Linked DNA regions of Zea mays: all the other regions are linked to region 2. Evidence: chromatin contacts called from public Hi-C data. All regions are on one chromosome and are shown on one strand. Each heading gives the region's core, a stretch centred on a gene start, on an enhancer-like site or on the middle of the called end of the contact. The rest is flanking DNA. Distances are from core to core; before and after follow the strand shown.

Region 1 (4,285 bases), core at 108-2,607, 250 kb before region 2:
CTTATAGATTATATAATCTAGATTATAATTAGAGTTATCTAATCCAGATTATAATTTATCGAAATAATATTCTATACATAGCTGTTTGGTTGCCTATGCCCTTGTTGCGTGTGATTTGGGAGGAGAAAAGAAGAATGTCAATTGGTGTAATTTTAACACCATAATTATGGGTAGTGGGTTTTTTTTGCCTAAAAATAATCTCAAATAATGTCCTCTTGAGAAGATTATGAGGCTATCATAATCCGGGGTATAGATTATATAATCTAGACATATAATTTGGTTGTTTGTTTACTAGCCACATTATTTATGTTGGGTTATTAATCTAGACAGATTATAATTCGGAACAAACGGGGTAACAATCATATCACTAATATTAATTTTAACTGTTAATTTTTAGTGGATGCAAACATATCCAAAATACTTGGTCAATTATCACGGCAGGCATGGGACCGGAGTAGCGGACAATGCAAGCTTAAAAAGCAGCTAAGGCCATGTGCTAGCTAGAGAGCGACGTCCATGCATTATTGATGATGGATCAACCTACACTACACACGGCTGGCCTGTATTCTGTGTACCAAACGAGAATCAGTGGATCGTCGATGAGTCATGAGTGCACGATCCCTCTCTCTCGTCACGTTGGTTCAATTAAGCAGCTACCAGCAGTCAACTGACTGCACACTCTAGTCCAAACACGGCCAGCCTTTTGTTCGTGCAAGGAAAGCGATCGACGACGGTGATCGGCCGGGGAACGAAGGTACGTGCAGGATATATGGCCCGGTAGTGCATGTGTCATGTGTGTGTGCCGAGATCGTGTGTGCATGTGTGGGTCCGGTCCGGTGGTTGCAAGGACATCGGTCGGTTGGTGCTGCACTGCACGCACGCGTCCCACGAGGACGAGGCCTGCACCTGCACGGTATGTTCGGTATTGAAGGCCTCCCCAGCCAAAACTCGGACCCGACCTGCAGGGAACGATGTGCACACACAGACACAGGACAGGACAACAGGACCCCAGTCCCCAGCAGAGTTGAAGCCAAATTCCGTGACAGGGTTCGGCGCCGTCCGATGCGCCGGTACATACGTCGACTTTTGAATATAACTTGCGAAACAATAATATCGGAAAGTGATCGATTATAATGGGCCGGGAGGAGGCTGGAGCGCCTGGCGGCCGGCGGGGTTCGTTCCAGCAATGCATAAACAGAATCGTCGATGTATCATGATGCAATGTGTGTGTGGCACGCGCGGCTGTCATTTTCACGTGAAACGTATAGTAACAATAATAATATATGATAACAATAATGGTCTGATGCTCCAGAGACAATAGTACGTGTTTAAATGCGTATGTCCCCACGCGGGCATGCACGTGCCCCCCGCTACCTGCAAATCAACGGCTACATGCCAATTGCCAGTCCAGACCAGACTTGGTGACTCCATCAACTTCCTCTATATTCATCCTCTATATCTAAGTTTTACAACCTCCTCTAAAAGATTCTCTCCTTTATATCTTCTTCCTCTCTAACAACATTCACTATATCTTGTACTTTATACATAAATACCTATAAGAGAGACATATTTTATTTTTACTTTTTATACATACGTATTTGTATAATACTCTCAAATGTTTTGTACGTATTTTAGTTTTGTTAAATCTATTGTTTAAAGTATTAAATGGATAGAGTAGAGGAGAGAGAAACTCCATATATAGAGAATCTACCAGCGTTCTCTAAATTTAAAGGACCTGTCGGTACCCTAGATTAGGGCAACCCCTTGCTACGGTATGAAGACACGATGTCTGTGCGGCTACCCTTAGCCGCGCGGAGAACAGCTCCAGGAGTATCTCGTGAGCGGTTGAGGTGGCATTATCGGAGACAACGCCATCGGGCCCAGAGGACACAGGACCCCTGTACGCACAACCCGGACCCCCGAAGTAAAGCAGCCCAGAGCCGTTGGATAGGGTTCGTACCCTACCAAGTGAGCTCCGGACCACCCATGACAAGGTCCCAGGAAAGGAAGTGTCGTGACCTAGGCATGGGTCCGGTATTGACGCGTGTCCAGACTCTATCCGGAGCACCTCCGCTCCCCACTCGGTCGAGGGTCTAATGCTGCCACATGGCTTATTGTCTGTGACGTAGGCCAGCGAGCGAAGCATGACGTAAGGGCTCTGGGCCGCGCGGCCCTCGCATTTATTGCGGAGAGGACACGCCGCCTGTCACCCTTCTGACAGGCGATGTGCCCCCACGGCATTTATTGCGTCCTATCCATTCCACTGGCAGGCGGCGCCAGGGCCACCCTGCAGACGGCGCACATGTCCAGTCCGTTGCCGGAACAGTGTGCCCGTGCTGCGCGGTGCACTGTACTCATCCCTTATACGAGAAGCTTCCCCCTGCACGCCGAGGCTATACAGATCTTGGGTGTCAGGGCGCAAGAAGATCGCTCCAGCAGCAAGTATTAGTAGCTACATCCGCCGTGTTCCTGGGCCCACATGTCGGGGCTCAATACTCTTGTACATGTCCCCCTTTAGCTATAAAAGGGGAGGCATGCGACGTTACAACACAAGCTCAATCTTTAGGCTTAGACCCAAGTCATCCAAGACAACTCAAGCTCTCAAGCAATATAACACACAGTGGAGTAGGGTATAACGCTCCGGTGGCCCAAACCACTCTAAACTCTTGCGTGTTCTTGTGTTCATTCCTTCATCTCGCAACAAGCAAAACTCTTAGGCCCCTCCTCATCTTAGGATTTAGGACGGGTGCACTCCGCCACCCGGTCGGAGATTTCCTCCCCGACATTTGGCGCGCCAGGTAGGGGCTAGGCTTTAGGATTTTGCTTGTTTTCTCACTCAGCATGATGGTGTAAATCGTTGAGCACGGTGGATTTCGTGGTGGAGGAAGAAGTTGCTTCTTCCACACCACAGGTTCCCAACTGCCCTATGCCAGACACTGCTGTTGTGCATGTCGCACGACAGCATACAACTGCACAGACATCCCGGACTCCGTCGAGGGCGACCCCGGGAGCATTGTCAGTAGCCAGTGAGTTGCTGCGACACCCTCCAAGCTCCACGGCCTCATCAGGGGCCATGAAGCCATGGTGGGACGATGTCGACCGACTGCTCGGCATGGCACATTCTACCTCGACCAGGTCGAGGCCACGGTCATCCCGGCGCCAACATGAGGCGTCGGCGTCTGTGCGCTCACCCTCAGTGAGGGGCACATAGACCAACGACCTTCGGGCAGAACTCAACCGCAGGCGTGCGGGAGAGGACGCCCTGGTCTCTTTGGAGAGGGCGCGCGAGCGCCGCCAAAACATTGAGGGCCACAACCTCGACCAAGACTTCACTGCGGTAGCACCACAGAGACCAATGGGCACCCAGTCCCAAGCGGGTGTTCCCTTGGCCGGCGTGGGCTGCGCCGCTCTCGCGGATCATCTCGATATGGCGTCATGGCCACCCATGTTCTGGCCGCACCTCCCAGAAAAGTAAGACGGAACGACAAACCCGTCGGAGTTCCTGCAGGTGTACGTCACCGCCATCACGGCAGGAGGTGGAAACACCGCTGTGATGGCAACATATTTTCATGTCGCCTTGTCTGGACCAGCCCAGACTTGGCTCATGAACCTCGCCCCAGGGTCAATCTACTCCTGGGAAGAGCTCTGCGCGCGGTTCGTTGCGAACTTCGCTAGTGCTTACCAGCAACACGGCGTGGAGGCCCACCTGTACGCAGTAAGGCAAGAGCTCGGAGAAACTCTCCGGACATTTATCTCCCGCTTCACCAAGGTGCGAGGTACTATACCTCGTATCTCCGATGCTTCTATCATCATGGCCTTCCGCCAGGGGGTACATGATAGAAATATGTTGGAGAAGTTGGCCACGCATGACATGGAAACGGTGCCCACTCTTTTTGCTTTGGCCGACAAGTGTGCGGCCAGGGCTGCTGAGGGCCGTGCATGGCACTCAGCGCCACAGACCAGGGCTGCCCAAGCAGGCGGCTCAGGTGCCGTCGCTCAGGATGGCAAGAAAAAGAAGAAAAAGAACCGCGGCAACGAGTAGCCGCACTCCGCCGCTCTGGTCATCGCAACTGCGACTGGGGGCCGGGACGACCGTAGCAAACGCCCACGACCACCGAGGGGTAACGGCGGCACATGCCTCGTGCACCCCAACGGTCGCCACAGCGCCGCAGAATGTCGCGAGATCATCGACCTCGTGAAGCGTGTCAACGCGCGACGCGAGCAGTCTTCCGGGGATGGATCCCCACCTCGTCACCGACCCGGCAAGGAAAAGGCCAACGACGAA
Region 2 (4,390 bases), core at 1,654-4,153:
CCCCATACCCATACACATACCCATCATGGGTACAAAACTCATCCCATATTCATCCCCATTCGGGTTTCGGGTCCCTAATGGGTCCCCATCCCCAATTAAGGAATAACTAGGTACTAACATCTAGCATAAACTATCCAGATTTCATATATCATCACATTGGCAAGCACTCATCCATGAATCATTATCCATTCATCCATCCATCAGAAAAGAAATCAGTACTTGGGACCAATATAAGAAATGGAGTCTGCTGGGTTTGATGGTCGACTCGGCCTCAACTCATTCATACAAACAGGACAGGTGTACGTGTATGAAATACCCATGGGTAATCGGGTTTGGATTATTGCTTCCCAAACCCATACCCGTTTACCCAATGGGTGGGGATTTTGTCCCATATCCATACCCATGGGGACAATTTTTGTCTCATACCCGTACCCTAATAGGGTAATTCCCCATGGGTTATCGGGTATCGGGTCCCCATTGACATCTCTGGGTGGGATCAACTGCAATTCACGGCAGAATAAAAATACACATGCATGGAGTGACTCATGGCACTCGTACGTATATTCTGTTACCTAGCTAGCTAGCTACCTCTAAACCGGAATAGACCGCGACACCGCGTACAGGATTTTTGTTGTTCTCTCCCACAGCAGAACCACAAGTTCTGTTCTCTTAATTGCATGGGTCCACTCAACTTTTTGCCGCTTGCTCTCTGCGATGTCCACGTTGAGATATCAAAGACGCGCCACACAGAAACCAACAAATGGCGGTAAAAAAAAAGCACGCGAACCATGAGGCGTTTTTGTGACCATTTCTTTGAATTTCTGGTAGAGCCAAACCCAGCCGGTCGATGCGAAACTACCAATGAGTCCCGATCCAGCAATTGATCTGATTTGCCTTCCATGGCGAGCGGCAGCCACTGAATAATAATCTAGCTACTGGTATGGTGGCACGCTACGGTTTTTTTTAGAAAAAAAGAGGGTGGCGTTTTGCTCCTCGTGTTCTAACGTCATGTACTGCTATAGCAAAATTACGTGCATCTCAAAATGTTACCAATTGTGTGCGGCGAAACTGACCCTAATTGAATAAACCAATTAATTACCTACTCGGGATGTGCAACCCAGATACTCCAGATCGGATATTAGTCTATCTTGGATTTTTAAGGATTCGGAATTTACTAAATAAAGTAATCTATTTGGCTTAGAATTTAACATTCCACCGCTTTCTAAAATTTCAGATATTAGTCTATCTCAGATTCATGGGGTGTAATATGGGAAAATGATTTTATGTATCAGTAGAATATGTTTCTACTATGCAACTTATATGACACTCTTTAACTCACTCTTGTATAGTAAAAATATAGCACATAAATATCTCCGACATCTTACTAATAATAGTATATAAATATATTTTGTATAAAATCATATTAGTTTGATTAGTATGTGCCTAAATATTATTATTATAATGGAATTCAATTCCAAGGATCCAAACGACGCCTAAACTTAATTTAGTGTATTTTAAAAAAAAACATCCTCCAATGGTTCCTTAAATGAGGTCCTCAAATATATCGACTTATTAAATATTCCTATTTAGTCCTAGACTTAGAGAGAGCTGTTTCACACTCCTAATAGTCCATTTTGTGTGTCAATCACACTATGAAATCAGTTATCTGCTATCGAGTTCATGCATGTATGAAAGTGATGCACTTTGAATGATTTGAGTTGCGGAAAGGATAATTTTATCATCCTCGTTTGACAAGTCTAAAGATGACCAATCCAAAATTTTTTGAGAAAATCGTGATTCATACAGAATGATTGTATAAATAAAACAAAATTTAAAGCTACAAGTTATAACTAGAAAAAACAGGCTACCATAATTTAAAAATATTAGCATATAGTTCATGCTAACGCTACAATTCCAGAGAGGAGATGGGTCAACGGTGGTGTCGGTGGCACGAGAGGAGGGGTTGTCGGCGATGGCGACGACGCGAATGAGGGGGATGTGGCCATGCGGGGGATCGGAGAGAGGAGGGAGGCAGGGTCGCGCGGGGTTGGGAGGGAGGGGAGGGTTGAGGGATGATCCAAATAAGATTATTTGTTGGATTTGAGTGAGTAGGAGAGACAGAGTTATCTGAATCGTTGATTTTGATGATATGTTAAGTCTTGTTCAATTTGTTGTTTGATGGATTTAGCGAAGGATATAAGTGTGGGGGCGATTTAGTTGGATGAGTTTTTTTCAAAATTTAAACTAGTGAATTATATAAAGGTATATATTTAACAACGTAAAAACCAGAAACCGTTGGAGGCTAAGATTATTATTTTTTTGTTTCCAATATATATTTAGTAACTTGCTAAATCAGAGACTACGGAGTAATTTTTTTAGGAAATATCCTCTTATAACGTAATAATTAACCTATAGCGTTGCTGTCTGCATCATTCACGGCCCTTCTCCACCGGGTAAAATGAATATAGGGCATTTAATTACGAAACCTAGTTGAAACGGCATATGTATGTATGTCCTGCAGGTCGTCCTTTCAACTAATCAACTGTACATGTAATGCTGAAGTTTGAAAAATCCTCACTTTCCATCCCATTCATGAAAAAAAGTAAGATCTTGCAGGATCCACAATTTATCACAGAGAGAGGGAAAAATCTCCTAACACTGTTCAGCACCTACGTACTGTATCGATCTGCAGTACGCAGCACTATTTGACACTGCTCGTTAGCAGGATACCTAGGTCGTTTTGCCTTGTCACAAATTTGCCTTAAAAATTATCTCTCGTCTCTTTTTTTTTTATAATAACAGGACCGACCGATGGAGGGCGTAATAAATACGACGCCAGTGTGAGGAGTGCGGGCACGGTTCACCGCATCCACCCTGCGTCCACAGTGCCGGTGCACGGCTGTGCAGTGTCGCCAGCGGCCAGGACGACGCCGGGGCCGGGGCCAGCCTGCATTGGTCCGACGTGTGCAGCTTTAGTTTCCACGTAGCTTTCCTTGCCTCGCGGGGCAGCAAAAGGCCCCCCACCTCGACGTGCAGTGCCGGTGGGCCTCATCAATCAACTGTATAATATAATCAAATCACATCAAATGGATTAGGACTCCTGGTTTAGGATTAGGAGCAAAAGTACGCTCGTGGGCGTGGCAACACCCCAAGTCTCAACACCCTCTCTCTCCAGATGCCGGAAGCATTAGCGATGCGTGGCCAGTTGAGCGCTGGTGGCCCCACCACCACCCCGCTACTTAAACTTACGTTCGAAATCAGGCGGCTTCGACGCCACCTCGACCTGCTTTGTTTATCCGTTCACTGTACGCACGCGCTGCATGCACGCAATCTGCGTCGCCCTTTTTAAAAACCCCTCCCCTTGTCTGACCGGTCGGCAGGCTCAAGGCCACGGTGGTTCGGGCGGGCCGACGGAAGACCCGCGCCCGTTGCCGTCGCTCGCGCCCGACGGAAACCTTGTGCGAAGGAAGAGAACTGCTACGGTCACCCCCACCCCAACCACGACTTCCAGCGACACAGGAGAGACATGGTTACGAGCGGAGGTCTCGGCATCTCGGGGCACGGGAGAAACAAAAACACAACCATATACTATCTCAGAAAAAATAAATTTGTTAACAACTGGATTATTACAAAATCTCAAAACGGTATGGCTTTGGTTAGGGCTGGAAAATAAGCTCGAGGCTCGCGAGCCGGCTCGAGCTCGGAGCGGCTCGGCTCGGCTCGGCTCGCGAGCCTCGAGCGAGCCAAACCGAGCCACTATTTTGAGCCGAGCCGAGCCACTATTTTGAGCTCGTTGCGCTAGCGAGCCAAGCCGAGCCGCAGTATAAAGCACACGATATGTGATAATCTCAAAACGGTTCACTATTTTGGTATATGTTGTGCTGCATGGAGTGGTCGTTACTTTGATCGATGATGAATACGCAGTATAAAGCATACGACATCCACATGTGTTGCATTATTAGTGCAACAATCGAGCGTGTCGATTTTAGGAAAACATGGTAGGCTTCTTGTGGGAAATGACAGAACTAGCACATGAGAAGACATTGAATAAGTTTTGACGCACGCAAACCCTCCCCTGCAACAATCACATATACTTATGTGACATGTGTTTCATCAACTTTGTTTTATGCACACAAAAGCATTTGCGCTCCAAAAGTGACATGGTCGTCATAGGTAGTAAAGCAGAGATGAGTATCACATAAACAGATATTAAGCTAAAGTAGTTTCATCAGCCTGGTTATGTACATAAAAGCATCCACGCTTCATAAGTGACAATGTTCGTCGCAGATACGCAAGGCAGTTTTCTATACAGGAAAAAGAAGGAAAGATTAGTTGTTGTTAAAGAGTTTGCGAGGTAATCCATTGTTGTGCAAAGGTTATAAATGAGAGT
Region 3 (4,218 bases), core at 296-2,795, 170 kb before region 2:
CCATGAGGGCGCTGAGACTGACCAGCTCCTTGTCCAGCAAGAGCATCATGGTCGTATCCACAATCGCGTGAACGGCACCATGCATGCGGGGTTTGCTTCATGGGTTGATGCCGCTGCATGAGCAATTAATGGCTGGTGAATGATCAACCCTAAACCATACTAGAACAACATAAATGTCTCCATCTTTCTTGATAGACAATATTTGGAGAGTCTGTTGGTTTACCCTACCATTTATAAGGTTGTCTATAGGTTTACCCTACCATTTAGAAGGTTGTCAATTTTTTAGGGACCTCATAAAACTCTAAATTTAGTTAAGATTATATCTAGACTCTTGGAGTTGCTCTTATAGAGCTACATGTAGTCCCTCGATTTGGAGATAAGGACTCGCATCAAGACCTATACATGATCTGATAAGGACGCACGTCTCGATCTGGTCGTGATCGGATAATGACTCTAAACTTAACATCCAAGCAACCACATCAAAAATAAAAATAAAAAATAGCAAAAGGAAGTCGCGCCCCCACAAGACGAGGGGCTAGATTTTGGCAGAACATTCACGCTCGTGCCCTTCTCCCGTGCCCAAGCCAGGCCAGGCAAGCAAGCGCGCGTGTATGGTATTCCATCCTCTCTCCCTTTATCTATGACTTGAAGGAAGAGGGATGTCACCACATATAAACAGGTCTCACTCAATCTGGGCTAGCAATATGGTACTATGGTTCCCACCATCTCTTGCCATCTCTCATATACATAGTCTTTTCATAATTTTTAGAATTTAATTGAATTGCTTAATTTGGGCCAAGCCCATTAATCCAACGGTCCCGCACCTTCTACGCCACCAAGGCATGTTTGCGACACGTATCTGGTCGGCTCGTCCCGCTCGTGTGTTTCAAGCTGAAGCTAACCGGTCCCATTGTTGTAACATATTTTCTTTGTGCACTTGTATCAAATAAGTATGTTCTAAGTGAGCCGATGTTTGCCACATGTAGGCAGCCAGACTAAAGGTGCGTTTGGTTTGGCTTTTGGCTTTGGCTTTTACCTCCTAAAAGCCAAAAGCCAAACCAAAGGGCTGGATCTAGGAAGCAGCTTTTTCTAAAAGCCGACTTTCTTGCAGTGCAAAACTGAAAGCACCTCTAGACCTGCTTTTAGCGGCTTTTGGATGGAACTGTGAAAATATATATGGAAAAACTTTTAGCGACTTTTAGTGGTTTCCACCAAACACTTTTTAGCTTTTTAACAGCTCACAGCCCACAGCAGCTTTTCTCACAGCTCACAGCCCACAGCAGCTTTTTTCACAGCCACAGCCCAACCAAACAGACCCTAAGAACCACTTTCGTTTCTTAAGAGCAGCCATGCGCAGCTGGTTTACGCCACGAGCAGCCGAGCTCTAAAAAATGGAGACTGCCTTCGTTTTCTAGGAGCCAGACAGAAGAGTCACTTTTGGACGCGCAGAATCAAGCTCCGGAAAAGCCCGGCCACACAAACACGGACGTTGCAAAGCCGTCGGGCCACAGGTCGCAAACGTGCCCCATGTGACCCTCTATGGTCTCCCAGCGTTCGCGGGGCCGGGTCTTCTTCCTCTAATGCGTCCTTGCCATGGGCTATACCGTCACCCTCGTCGGCACCTCTTTTTCATTGTGGGAAGGGTGTTGTCGTTGCTCTACGGTTGGCGTGGCGGCGGTAGCGGAGATGTGCAGCAGCACGCGACGGGGTTGGAGAGAACCTTCGCGTGTAGGGCCAACTTGGCTGGAGAAATAGAGGTTTTGGCCATGGGAGATGCCCGCCGGAGGAGAAACAGGATGAAAAATGAGAAATAAACAAAATAATCAGTGCGGTGTTTTATAACAAATATGCACGATTTCATAATGATACAAGCCGTATTTTAACGTTGGTGGTTTGAATTGGATAATTTCATTGAAGTCAGATATCCTACAACAAAATCTGCCATTATATTATATTATATTATTTCTAGAATTCTCTTTATCAAGTTTAAGGTGGTGTTCGAATGCACTAGAGCTAATAGTTAGTAACTAAAATTAGTTGAAGACATCCAAACAATCTAGCTAATAGTTCAGCTATTAGCTACTTTTAGCAAATTAGCTAATAGTTAGCTAGCTAATTTTACTAGCAATTATATATTTAGACAACTAACTATTATTATCTTTAGTGCATTTAAACACCCCCTAAACCATTTATTATGTATATATACCTATGTTGTTTTCCTCTAAAATGGATACGTTATTAAGCAAGATATATATTATATTGGAGCAGTCTATGGTTTATGAAGGCCGGCCAGCTGTCTCCTTTAATATATAGATAAAAATAATATTACACGAGAGAAGGTTGGGTTACAATATATCAAGAACACTGAAAACAAATTAAACTACAGGCTACGAAATAGAAAGTTGGCATTATTAACCAAGTGTTAATGCATATGTATATATGTACTACAAGTGGTCTCTATTGAATATTGGTTCCAGCTAACTTGTATAGTATGTGTCATGATGCAGATGATGCATCAGTAACAATAATAAACTCCTTTCCTATATAATACAATCCATCGTCTTAACGGACTAAGGGCCTACGCATGCATGGTGGCTACTTTACTTTGAAGTTTGAACAGAGTCTTGGTTCGATTTGTCATCCTTGTACTAGTACGTTTGGTTGGTTTCTCTCGCCAACCTGGCTGTGTGAGCCAGGATCACTGGAGCCTGGCTCTAGAGATGCGACCAATCTAAACGTATCTGGTGAGCCTGGCCCAGAGTGCTTTAAGGATCGTGCGAGCCTGAATCCAAATCTACATGCAGGCAACCAAACACAGAGCTCGCACGCGCATAGCCTGGCTCACAGCAACCAAACAGCAGCTACCCGCATCCTGTGATGCAAGCACGCGCAGATACAGGCAACCAAACAGACCCGTAGTAATCGAACAACAATAACGACGGTATTTCGTGGAGTGTATGTATATGTGCCAAGAATTCCACAGACGGTATATATATATAGCAGCCAACACATGAATGATGGCCTTATTTAGTTTGAACACGCGATGAGTTGTTGAGTCGTCCATTCCATCATTCCATGCGTCCTATAGGCTGACCGTCACAGCCGTCAAGCCTCGTCACATGACCCATGCATATGTAACCTATCATATGCTAGATCTAGATGTAGTCTTCTTTTTTAAGGCGTTGTTTAGAACCCATAGAATAACATGTACTCGATAGTGTTGGCGCCGATCCGGACACCAATCACTGCGTGAGAATCGGCGGCGGTGCTCTCTGCACAGGTGCGGACAGTCCGCGGCAAGGGGACGGACGGTCCGTGACCTGGAGCAGGGCTAGGGTTCCCTGCCTGACGAGTCGGACGGTCCGCGCCTATAGGCCGGACGGTCCGATCCGCGCGTGCGCAAGGGCGGCGGAGTTCGCCGACGGCGCCTGAATCTCACTCCCGGGAGGGACCCCGTCGGAGAGGAGAGATTCTAGGTGTTGTCTAGAGTCAGCATGCCGACCTAGACATCTCTAATCGACGTAGAGCCGAAGAAAAGCGAAGAATTTGGGGATTGTGAAGCTAAACTAGAACTACTTCTAATGCCTAAGGTAAAAACAAGAGATAAACTGATTTTGATTCGATTGTTGATTATTAATCGGCCGTATTCCTCTATATTTATAGAGGAGGGGGCTGGACTCGTGACAAACCAATCTCCCGGGCTAATTCCGCGAATTTAGCTAACAACCATAGCAAGAAACTCAGAACCATAATTGGCTCTGCGCGCGGACCGTCCGGACCACCAGTGCGGACCATCCGCCCGCTCAATTTGGTGCTCAACATATGCCCCCTGCCTTTTGGTGGAGCTGAGCGAACCAAAAGCAACTAACTCGATGTGATTACATCGGTTTTCTTAAGCATCTTGCCACATACTAGGATTATACTGCTTGAGTAAACGCCCATTCAAAGCCTTGGACAAATCTTTGCCTTGTAATGTTTACAATAAATAGGCGTTACCATATATCACCTCTGTTAATTTTTAAGGACCTTCCCAGCTTAGCGACCACTTTCCAAACTTCCGGTCTTTGTTTCTTAGAGGCATGATGGTCTTTCACACCAGGTCCCCTACCTGAAATGATTTAGCCTTGACCTTCTTATTGTAGGCTCTGGCGACCATGATCTTGTCCTTTTCTATTTTTCCTAAGGCTGCCACTCTTTTTTTATCGATCACTTCATCAA

Evidence for each region. Hi-C and Micro-C count contacts between places; a contact is called where the count stands out from the background.
Region 1: a contact with region 2 is called in a Hi-C map of endosperm, with 7 times the contacts expected there. The contact joins two enhancer-like sites. A contact is called at or near these places in 3 of 25 Hi-C or Micro-C datasets (endosperm, leaf and tassel).
Region 3: a Hi-C map of leaf shows a contact between it and region 2, with 6 times the contacts expected there. The contact joins two enhancer-like sites. A contact is called at or near these places in 2 of 25 Hi-C or Micro-C datasets (leaf and tassel).

The regions. Positions count from the first base shown.
Region 1 is chr3:50,793,619-50,797,903 of Zm-B73-REFERENCE-NAM-5.0, forward strand. No RefSeq gene overlaps it. Among protein-coding and RNA genes, the nearest start is that of LOC109944812, 8.6 kb to the left of the region's middle. Within about 2 kb of position 1,358, at least 19 of the 20 cell types and tissues checked have an H3K27ac peak or open chromatin away from gene starts, as enhancers often do. A contact at or near this core is called in endosperm, leaf and tassel, where this site is marked.
Region 2 is chr3:51,043,223-51,047,612 of Zm-B73-REFERENCE-NAM-5.0, forward strand. No RefSeq gene overlaps it. Among protein-coding and RNA genes, the nearest start is that of LOC103650072, 2.4 kb to the left of the region's middle. Within about 2 kb of position 2,904, at least 17 of the 20 cell types and tissues checked have an H3K27ac peak or open chromatin away from gene starts, as enhancers often do. A contact at or near this core is called in endosperm, leaf and tassel, where this site is marked.
Region 3 is chr3:50,878,991-50,883,208 of Zm-B73-REFERENCE-NAM-5.0, forward strand. No RefSeq gene overlaps it. Among protein-coding and RNA genes, the nearest start is that of LOC109944812, 94 kb to the left of the region's middle. Within about 2 kb of position 1,546, at least 9 of the 20 cell types and tissues checked have an H3K27ac peak or open chromatin away from gene starts, as enhancers often do. A contact at or near this core is called in leaf and tassel, where this site is marked.